Linked DNA regions of Bos taurus: region 1 is linked to region 2. Evidence: chromatin contacts called from public Hi-C data. All regions are on one chromosome and are shown on one strand. The core of a region is the stretch at or near the end of the contact, and the rest is flanking DNA. Distances in the headings are between cores, read along the strand shown. Region 1 overlaps TIMP2 (TIMP metallopeptidase inhibitor 2). Region 2 holds the start of TIMP2 (TIMP metallopeptidase inhibitor 2).

What was found. A called contact is a pair of places that touch in the nucleus more often than the background predicts.
Region 1: a contact with region 2 is called in a Hi-C map of an unstated tissue, with 2.1 times the contacts expected there. The contact joins the enhancer-like site here to the promoter of TIMP2 in region 2.

Annotation. Positions count from the first base shown.
Region 1 is chr19:53,505,803-53,511,144 of ARS-UCD2.0, forward strand. It overlaps TIMP2 (TIMP metallopeptidase inhibitor 2), which reads left to right. Exons shown (of 5, transcript NM_174472.4): 4 at 4,900-5,024. Among named protein-coding and RNA genes, the nearest start is that of USP36, 14 kb to the right of the region's middle. Within about 2 kb of position 3,624, at least 39 of the 102 cell types and tissues checked have an H3K27ac peak or open chromatin away from gene starts, as enhancers often do.
Region 2 is chr19:53,458,066-53,463,303 of ARS-UCD2.0, forward strand. TIMP2 (TIMP metallopeptidase inhibitor 2) reads left to right here and starts at 2,770. Exons shown (of 5, transcript NM_174472.4): 1 at 2,770-3,200. The coding sequence starts at 3,071.

The DNA of each region.
Region 1 (5,342 bases), core at 2,374-4,873, 49 kb after region 2:
GTCCATGGGGTTGCAAAGAGTCAGACATAACTGAGCAACTTTCACTTTCAGCATAACTCTTGGTGGCTCAGGGGTACAGAATCTGTCTTCCAAGGCAATGTTAGATTCCTGGGTCAGGAAGATCCCCTGGAGAAGGAAATGGCAACCCACTCCAGTATTCTTGCCTGGAAAATCCCACAGACAGAGGAGCCTGTTGGGCTACAGTCCATGGGGCTGCAAGAGAGTTGGATACAACTGAGCAACCACACAACAGCAGCAGCCTGACTCCTGGGTCTATCACACTCTGCTTCTTCCATCACTGATCCAGGTTTAGAAGTCTCGCTGCCCTGACGCCTAACCCAGTGGTCCTCCGCCTCCGCTGCTCCTTGGAATTCCACAGGGAGTTTGCAAAATTCCTGATGCCCAGGCAGCTCCCCAGACCAATTCAAGCACCATCTCTGGGGGTGGCTTCCACCCCCAGAGCATTGGTAAAGTTCCCCAGGGGAGTCCAGTGCACAGCCAGGGCTGAGAACCTGCCCTGCTCTGGGTCAAAGGCAGACCTTTTGTTCTAGAGGTGCCAAAGAGCCAGTCTGCACACACTCAGGAGGGCCGAGCCTTAGCAGCCAAGGTCAGTCGCCCCCCTTGCACAGTGGCCTCTGGGCATGATTTTCATCTGCTGGGGCCCTTCCCGGGCGGTCAAACCTGCCTTTGGCCCAGAGATCCTGAGGAGTGTGGCACTGCTCTTTTATTCCACGAGATGGGTGGTCCAGACCGCAGGGCCCTTTGGCTGGATCCCAGGGCAGGACAGGGAGAGGGCTTATGTCCAGCAGTCAGGAGCCCTGGCAAGGTCTCTCTGGAGCATGGGGCTTGGGTCCCCTCCTGCCCTGTTTATCACTGGAGTGCGAGGAAACCACGGGGCTGCTAAGAAGGTGGATCCACGACAGGCGTGGAGGGTGGTGCGATGACTGTTTTGCTGGTAGTTGCTTTTCTTTCTCTTGGGAGATGTGATAGGAACATCCATTGTCCTCAGACCCTTTTCTGAAAGGGAGAGGCTTCATGTCCAAAGGGAAGATGGTGAATCAAACGCAGAAAGCCCCATAATTTCAGTCATTCTCTGATAACATTTCTTTTCACTCACGTGTCAGCTCAGCTATTCATATCTGCCATCAAAGGCTATTTAACATGTAATATGTACGTGACCTGTGAAACTGCTCCCACACCCAAGCCCCCTCAGTTGTCCCCAGGCTGAATGAGAAAACAGTTACATGAGTAACTGCCACACACATCTCAGAAATTTCAGAAAGCATCCAAATTGTAGCTCCACTTACAGGGAAAACTAAAAATGTTTGCAGACGCACTCAGTTGATAACTGTGTGCCTGTCACCTTAGTGCGAGCACACTCAGTCGTGTCCTGCTGTTGGCGACCCCGTGGACTGCAGTCCGCCAGGCTTCTCTGTCTGTGGAATTTTCCAGGCAAGAGTACTGGAGCAGGTTGCCATTCCTTTCTCCAAGGGATTTTCCGACCCAGGGATCGAATCTGCATCTCCTGTGTCTCCTGCATTAGCGAGGGGATCCTTTCCCCCTGTGCCACATGAGAAGCTGTCATCTTAAGCTGCCATACATTTCACATCGGAAGCAAGCAACGTGGGGCACAGTTTAGTTTCCTGACTGGCCGTGGAGCGTAAGATTAATAAAAGGCCCTTCCACTGGCTGCTGACTCACCTCATTACAGAGGAACCTCTCTAAGCCGGCTTCGTTCCCTGGCTCAGTGAGACGGCTCTGGATTCAATCTGGTGTTTACTTTCTGAAGCACAGAACCTAGATCTTGTTTTCCTGGAGTCACAACGGGCTAACCAAGAATCACGGGGCACAGAAATCACTCAGCCGGTGCTGGCTGCGGCCCCACGAGTGACCACACAGCTTGGGGCAGCCCACCTCCTCCTGGGCTGATGACTCAGCCTCACATGTCGAGTTGGCACCGCGAGACGCTTGTGTTCAGGAACTGTTAGAGATTCGGCCCTGTCATTTTCTTCTCCAGTCCTCATCTCCGGGAAGAAAAGTAAACATACAACCCTCAGTTACAAATTTTAATTAATTCCTGTTTTTCTGTGTCCAAGAAAGACTTTGCTTTTTTTCCAAGGCAGACAGATGCTCACGTACCAAATCAAGTCTTAATTATCTCTACCGAAAGGCATCTCTTCTTAACATTCTGAGATGCTACACCATTTACACTTGACATTTAAAAGCTCATGGGAACTGGGAACTGGGGCCGTTGAAAATACACAATTTCAGACTTCCCCGGTGGTCAAGAATCTGCCTGGCAATGCAGTGGACATGGGTTCTATCCCTGGTCCGGGAAGCTCCCATATGCTGCAGAGGACTAAGCCCATGTGCCACAACTGCTAAGCCTTCATGCTGCAACTTTTGAAGCCCGTGCTCTGTAACAGAAGAAAGCGCTGCAGTGAGAAGCCTGTGCACTCTCTGCAGCTAGAGAGTAGTCCCTGCTCGCTGCAACTACAGAAAACCCGCACGCAGCAACAAAGATCCAGCACAGCCCAAAATAAATAAATAAACATTTTTTAAAAAGAAAAAAATCTGCATTTCATCTCCGTGCCCTGCCTTTGCTCACTCTCTGTGGAAGCTTGAATCGGTGGTGAAAAGGTTTAACAAGGAAGACAGCAAAAAAAAAAAAGATATTGGAACACATTGTTAGAACAGATAACCACGTCATCATCAGTAAACTTTTACTGAGCCATTATTCTGTCCAAGGAACTATGGATAAAAAATGATTAAGACACAACCATTACCCTTTGTGCTTATGACCTGATTAAAGAACACGATATGCAAGAGAGGCAAAGAACAATGTGATGTGGTAGACTGATGCCAGTCACGTGACGCATGGGAAGTTGCTACGTAAGTTTGGAGAGAGGAACTGGAATGAGTACTCAGCCTGCCTCTAATGAATGACCAGGCCGGGCAAGGTCAATGCCAGAAGAAACCAAGATGTAGGAAAGAGTTATTTGCCATTGTCCATTTAGCTCCCTGTCTATTCTGTACTCTTTAGAGAATGGCTGTGTGTGTGTGTGTTGGGTTGTCAAGTTGCGTTCAACTCTTTGCAACCCCACAGACGCCAGGCCTCCCTGTCCCTCACCATCTCCTGGAGTGTGCCCAAGTTCGTGTTTGTTGAATTGGTGATGCCATGCAACCATCTCATCCTCTGTCACCTTCCTCTCCTTCTGCCTTCAGTTTTTCCCAACATCAGGGTCTTTTCCAGTGAGTCAGCTGTTCGCATCAGGTGGCCAAATTATTGAAGCATTAGCTTCAGCCTCAGGTCTAGAAAAAATTACAGCTGTTTTTGAAGCTTAAGGTCACCCAGATACATCTTTTTTTTAGTTATTAGGATCAGAATGAATGCAATCAAGGAGTCCTCCTGCTTCTTGATCCTTTTCTTTACCTGAAATGTCAGACAAGTCCAAGAAAAAAATAGAAGGCTTGAAGGTTAGAGGCGTGGTTAAGACAGAAAGAAGAGCAGGAGAATTCACACCTGGGGAGTGCTGCCTGCCACCCGCCCAGCACAAAGGGTGTCATTGGTGCAACTTGCAGCCTCAGGCAAGCCGGTGTCTTTCCCCTGATGACAGGTTTCTGTTTCACTTCCTCCTGACGGGATGTAGTGGATAAGCTAGCTGCGTCAGCACTTCCTTGAGCTGTATTTCTGTTAGCGATTGTTGGTGGCCAGGGCTGTGCCTGAGATCATTAAGCTGGACGCACTGCAGCTTTGTCAAGCCAAGATGCCCAGGGTGCAGCCCGGGGCTCCTGTCTGCCTCTCGGGGAGGCGCGTGTCACTCTCTGCCAGGCTCCGGTGTCATCACTGGGCATCTGTGTCTCTTGACAAGGTGCCATTGTAACAGGAAAGACAAGATTTTAGACAACCTCCCCGGCCCTCATTAGGTCCTGTCATTCACCAGAATACACTGGTCTGTCTTTTTCTTCTGCTCTGCTAATGCCTGGGCTGTCACCAGTGAGAACTCTTCACAAAGGGAGGAAGGGGGCTGAGTTAGGAGTCTAAGGTGCGAACAGAGTCTTATCAAGCGTCTCATCATGCTCAATACAGGGAATTTAGGGCAGATTGCTGATTTTATAAAATTCTGCTCTTATTGTTCATAATGGGACCACCCAGAATTACAAGTTCAACATCAAATGGAGGAAAGGCTTGTGAATAAATATTTGGTGGAAAAAAAAAAAACAAACAGGAAACAATATAATCTGCATACAATAGTGACGTTTTTCACTTGAATACATGTGCATAAAAGAATATTGGAAGGAAATGCATCAGAATGTTAGCGCTAGGTAATGAAAAGAGAGACGCTTTAAAAAGTTACTTTCATAAGTTTTCTACAGTGAGCTTGCATTGTTATACTCAGAATAAATATTCCATGGTGTATGAGTCTTCTCAGGCTGCTATAACAAAAACCGCGGACTGGAGGCCTTAAGCAGTAGAAATGTATTTTCTCACGATTTTGGAGGCTGGAAGTTCAAGATTAAGATGTTGACAGAGTTGGTTTCTTCTGAGACCACTCTCCATGGTTTGTAGATGGCCAGTTTCTCCCTGTGTTCCCATGTGGTCATCCCTGTGTGTCTGTGTCCTAATCTCTTCCTCTTACAAGGGGACCTACTGGATTCAGACTCATCCTAATGACCTCATTTTAATCAATTCTTTAAAGACCTTGTCTCCCAATAGAGTCACACATCCTAAGGTGCCAGGGTCAGGACTTTAACCTCAGAGTTTTGGAGGGGACACAAAATAGTCTACGCCTCAGGGTACTGTCAGAACTAACCCTCCCCATGCCTGAGCCTCATCCAGATGCAGGAAAAAGAGAACGTGTAATTTCGTTCTGAGCTTGGTGACCCCTGTCTCCTCAGGGAAGGCCGAGGGGAATGGCAATATGCATATCACCCTCTGTGACTTCATCGTGCCCTGGGACACCCTGAGTGCCACCCAGAAGAAGAGCCTGAACCACAGGTACCAGATGGGCTGTGAGTGCAAGGTAAGCCGCCGCCACCTCCTCCAGGTGGACTGCCGGGCTTTGATGCCACTTTCCCAGGGCCTCTCAATCCACAGGGTCCTGACTCAGGACAGGGCTCTGGGGAGGTATGACACACCTTGCCCACAGGTGAGGGTGTCCGTCCAGGGACTTTGGGGAGGTAAGGGGAATCTGACCACGTGGGCTGTAGCTTCTAGGAAGGGAGCCTTCTAGCAGGAGGAGTTTCGTGAGCAGAACATGGGCCTTAGGAGTGTCTTTCTACAAACGTACAAGTGCAGAGACTTGGCGTGCCTTGTGAAAGAACATCCCAGGTGTTATGGT
Region 2 (5,238 bases), core at 1,520-4,019:
GGAAGGAAAGTTATGATCAACCTAGACAGCACATTAAAAAGCAGAGATATTACTTTGTTAACAAAGGTCCGTCTAGTCAATAAAACAGAAATAGATGGTTTTCTGGAACTCTCTTGCTTTTTCGATGATCCAGCAGATGTTGGCAATTTGATCTCTGGTTCCTCTACCTTTTCTAAAACCAGCTTGAAGATCTGGAAGCTCATGGTTCACATATTAGGAAGGGGCTTTTATCCCCATGTTGTAGATGGGGAGGCAGAGCCTTGACAGGGCCACTGAGGCAGCTGGGCTGCTGCATCTCTGAGCCACAAGGTGGACCCTTTGCCCCCACTCCTGCCCATCCCACCACAGAAAGCATCCTTTCAGAGGGGATTGCTTTGCTCCTCTGCTGTAGAAGCTCTGACCTCAGAAGAAGATGAGATCCCCTCCCAGACCCTCAAAAGTCTCCTCCGTGGCTCCTCTCCCTTCATTTCTTTCCTCCTCCACCAGCTCAGGAGTCTCACTGGTCCAGGGATCGTTGTCTGTCCGTGGAGGCCTGACTGTCCCACTCTTTGAACAGTGTCTGCTGTCGATGTTTAAGAAAGCACTCCTGATGGAAGGAAGGCCAGCCCAGGCACCTCCTTTCCTGCCTTGTGCCCAGCGTGGACCCTAATCCCCTCCTGTACCACCATCAACCTACCTGTAATGTACTTCTCATCCTCTGTGTACTTGATCATCTATGTGTCTACCTTGCCTAAAAGGCTGAAAGCCCCTAGGTTATCTATTTCTTTCATAAACTGACAAATGGATTTTAGCTTCTGTAAAGTTCAACAGCACTTTGTTCTACCTGCAATAACAAAGAAAGAAGAGGCCACAGACCGCCAACTTGTCATAATTTTCTGCATTAACTGTACTCACTAAGTTAGCATCAAACATCATTTCACAAATGATACTTTATTTTACAGAAACAGAAGGTGAAGCACTGACTTTGGAATTGTCCGGATTCTAAGGTATTAATAACTGCTCTACCAGTTTAACTTTTCTCTAAGTTGTCTGTTTCCAAGTGATCCGGGGTGGCCACGGCTGCAATGGCTTGAAGCGGGGCTTGGGTTCCCAGCCAGAGATTGGCGCCAAGTCGCAGCAGTGAAAGTACCAAGTTCTAGCCACTAGACCAGTGGTCATTGACAAGGCTCTGGCGCTTCAGCTTTGCAGAAGAGAATCCCCACAAAGACAGAAAGTAGTGACTCAAAGGATTTATCATAAGGAAAAAGAGTATGGTATGTGCGGATAGAGACACGGGCAGACTCAGAGGGAAAGTCCCTGAGTTGCACCTTGTGGCAATTTAAATCACTTAAATGGGGCGTTTCTTTCTGGTTTCCTTTGGCCGATCATTTTGATTTGTCTGCTTCACAGTCTACATTTGGTGTGTCTCAGAATCCTTCTATATGGGCGCATGCATCTCTTAGCCAAGATGGATTCTACCAGGAAAACCTATGGGTAGCCTGGCATTAGGTTAGCATCACTCCGCTTTGACCTCCAACAAACCTTTCTGTGCCTATGTGGTTGGGAGATCTCCTGACCTCCAGAATGAGAATGACACAGCAGAGCCCAGCCTCCTCTCTTAATTATCCTGCTGTTCTCCACTTGGTTTTCAGTTCGCAGGGAACGAATCTCCAATCAATTTACTCTGGGGGTGCCCATCTACTGGCTCAAAAGCATGCATAAACAGAAGGCAGCCATTTTTAAAATTTCTTTCAGTATTTTCCCGTTTCATATCTTAAGTCAGCATCACATAGTGGAGTGGACAATGATTGTTTGTGTCATTTTCTCAGTTTACAACTCCTGGGCTAGATGACAAGAATGAGGCCCTAGGTGTAACAGTGCTCACCACAGAGGAGGCTCAGAGACAGACAGAGATCCCCGGGGGTCACATTTTCCATGCCATCCACACCTCTAAGACCCTCTGCCTTTCCTGGAACACAGAACTGTTTTGGATAAAGTATTTCAGCTTCCACATTTGTGGGCTAAGGGAGGAGAGCCCAGAAAACACCTTCATCCAACCTTCTTTTCTTCTGGGCCAGCTCCTCACTCTTGCCGGCTGGTCAAAATGACGGCCAGTTTATATGAAATCCTGTGTTGTTCATAGTACCCACATCCCCCCGCCCCGCCAAACTCCCCCCCACCCCCGCGCCCCCTGACTCTACTGGCCAAGCGCACTTAAAATTCTAAGGCCTCTAATTGAAAAAGGTGTTCTCAGTAAGTTTCAGGAGTCCACCCAGCCACAGGGGGAAGGGAGAGGGGCGGCAGAGAACGATCCGATCTGTGCTCCAAAGTGGCACATCCTTTTCCTCAATCCCTGGCCAGAATCGCAGGGATCCCAGGGGTGGAAGGGAATCAGGCAGTGTACACCTCCCGCGCCAAGCTGGAGGGGAAGGGGTGATGGGTGGGTCGCCTGGTGCCCTGGAGAGGTGGACTGCGAGTCCCGAGTGCTGAGTCAGGGTCCACTGGGCGCTGTCTGCCTGCAGTGTCCTCCCTCCCCCAACCTCTGGCGATCTGGGAGGCTGCAGGGGTGCGGCCCCGAGCGGTGGGAAGCCAGGTGCGCAGCTGGGAGCCCGGGCCGTGCCAGGCTGGGCACAACAAAAGCCGGACTTGGGGGAGGGCCGGGAGGCGCGGGAGGCGCGCTGGGAGGGAGGCGGCCGAGAGCTCCCGGAGCCGGCATTGGCCGCCCGCCACCGGGGGGCGGAGCCAAACCGCCTCTGAGCGCAATAAAAGGCCGGCTCGGCCCGCATCCGCAGCGCACACATCCATAGAAGGCAGTGGAGCACTCGGGACCAGGTCCGCGGCGCGCGCACTCGCTCGCTCGCCGCCCCCCAGCCAGCTCTCGCTTCCGCGCCGCCAGCCGCGCCCCGCGCCCTCCTCGCTGCACCCCGCGACCTAGAGCCAAGAAAGTTTGTGTGGCGAGTGAGGGCCGGAGAGGAGAGCGCGCCCGCGGAGTGCCGTCCAGACCAGCGCGGCCCCGGCGCGAGAGGGGAGCGCCCCGAGCCCAGGCGGCGGCGGCTAGCCCGAGTCCGCGACCCCCGCCCCTCCGCCCGCCATGGGCGCCGCGGCCCGCAGCCTGCCGCTCGCGTTCTGCCTCCTGCTGCTGGGGACGCTGCTCCCCCGGGCCGACGCCTGCAGCTGCTCCCCGGTGCACCCGCAACAGGCGTTTTGCAATGCAGACATAGGTAAGGACGGCGACCCCGCCCCGGCCGGGCGCCCACCGCCCCCGCGGGGCGCGCGGGACCTCGAGATTTCGCCAGCGCCCCGCCCGCCCGCATCCTGCAGAGGGACCCAGCGCCCGCCTCCCGGGGGCCTTGGTGCTTTCTAGAATCCTGCAAGTTGACACCAAAATCGTACTTTCTTTTTCCCCATTCCCTCTCTCCCTTTCTTTTCCTCTCTGCCGAGATGCTTCTCAACCTCAAAATTCCACCGAAATTCCGCTGCATTTCCAGCCCCAGAAAGGGAGCCAGGGAACGGATTGGGTTTTGGCAGGCGGAGGGCCCCGGGATGCCAGCGAGGGGGGGCGGGGAGAGTGGGGGCCACAGCGCGGGGGTAGGGGCCCTCTTGACCTCGGTGGGTTGAAGGACGGGGGACCCCAGGAAGAAACTTTCACAGGTGAGATGGGACTTGGGCTCCTTTGGGCTTGGAGCTGGGTGGGGAAGAGCTACTCCGCCTGGGCCTCTGCCAGCAACCCCATGTGGGGTTCACCAGATCCGGCTGGGGCTGGATGGAAGCGTCCCTCCCTTGGGCAGGTTCCCCACGGGCTCAGTGGGGCAGCCGGAAAGATGGGCCCAGCCCCAGGGCCGGCTCCTTCCCTGCTCTGCCCAGGAGGCACACCTCTGCAGGGACAGGCAGGATGGTCCTTGAGTGGGGACCGCTTTTTCTGGACATCCACACAAGCTTTGGTGACTGGAGATGGCAGGTAGGGTTGTCTGGCTGCCCAGAGTCCTCAGCACATATCCTTTCCCCTCCAGATTCCTTGTCCCCCAAATACGAGAGCTGGCAAGGGAAAGAGAGCCCAGTTATTCTGAGCCACATAGGGGCAGGAGGCAGAGTGGGGAGAGAGAGCACCGCAGAATGGGGAGAACCAGCTGACCTTGGAGGTTTCCATCTAGTTCTGTCACTTGCGGGCCTCCACTGCCCTGGTTTTCCTGGGACAGGTTTCACCAAGACGACAGATGTACAGCAGGTGGGTCTCTGTGGCTCCCTCTCACTTCCACACAGGTTTATTTTCTGCTTCTAAGTCTCAGCCAGCCCCGCAGCCTGTTGCCAGGGGTGGGGAGGCTGGGCTGCCCTCACCTGTGCAGGCTCAAAGTCGGGGTCTCTGGGTTTCTCCCCTTGTCAGCCATAGTGCTCTGATCTCCCCACGACTCCTGGCCACACCCCAAGTGGCCCTTGGAGCTGCCACCACCACCTGCTCCAGGAAGTCTTAAGGTGATCCTACCTGTGCGAGTCACATAGCTCACGCCAGCCTGCACTTGGGGCCCGGCATGTGCTCCCAGAGTGGTTCCCTACAGCACCCCAACTGCGGGAAGCTCACCAATTTGGCTTCACTGCTCAGGAAGATTGGCATGGGGAGGAGAAGCTCGTGCCAGTGTGGGAGCCAGGATTGGCCCTCCAAGGGGTGTTCCCTGGGAGTCCAGACCTGTCCAGGCCCCTTGCAGAAAGAGAAGCTGTGTTTCTGGGGCAGGATCAGGCCCAGGCCTGGAAGGAATCCATGAATTAGAAGATTCTAGGAGCAGGAAGGGGTTGGGCTTGGGACCACCTCACACTCCTCAGCTGCACAGAGAGGATGTCCAGCCAGCCATTCCCCTCCTTGCCCAGCATCAGCTGAGGCAGCGCTGGGGCTGTTTTCTGCTTTAGATTTGGATCAAGGGCAGCACAGGTCCTTCAGGGTCCAGGAGTGTCCATATGCCTCAAGGCTCCTTCTTGCTTTGTAGGTTGCCCTCTCTTCCACCTGCATCTCCTGGCATTTGTGTCTCAATCATTGCATCAGAGTCATCATAGAGCCAAAACTTTTCACCTCAGCCCAGCCCAGAGGTTCCACAGGGCGTTCTGATGCCAGGGTCCTGCTGCAGAGCCCAGTGTTTTTGGTCCCCATGGTTACTGTAACAAGTGACCACAAACGGGGGGCTTAAGACAGCATAAACTGATCTCTCACAGCTTAGGGGCGTCACGTCCAAAATGAAGCTGTTGGCCCTGCAGGTTCCTTCTGAAAGCCCG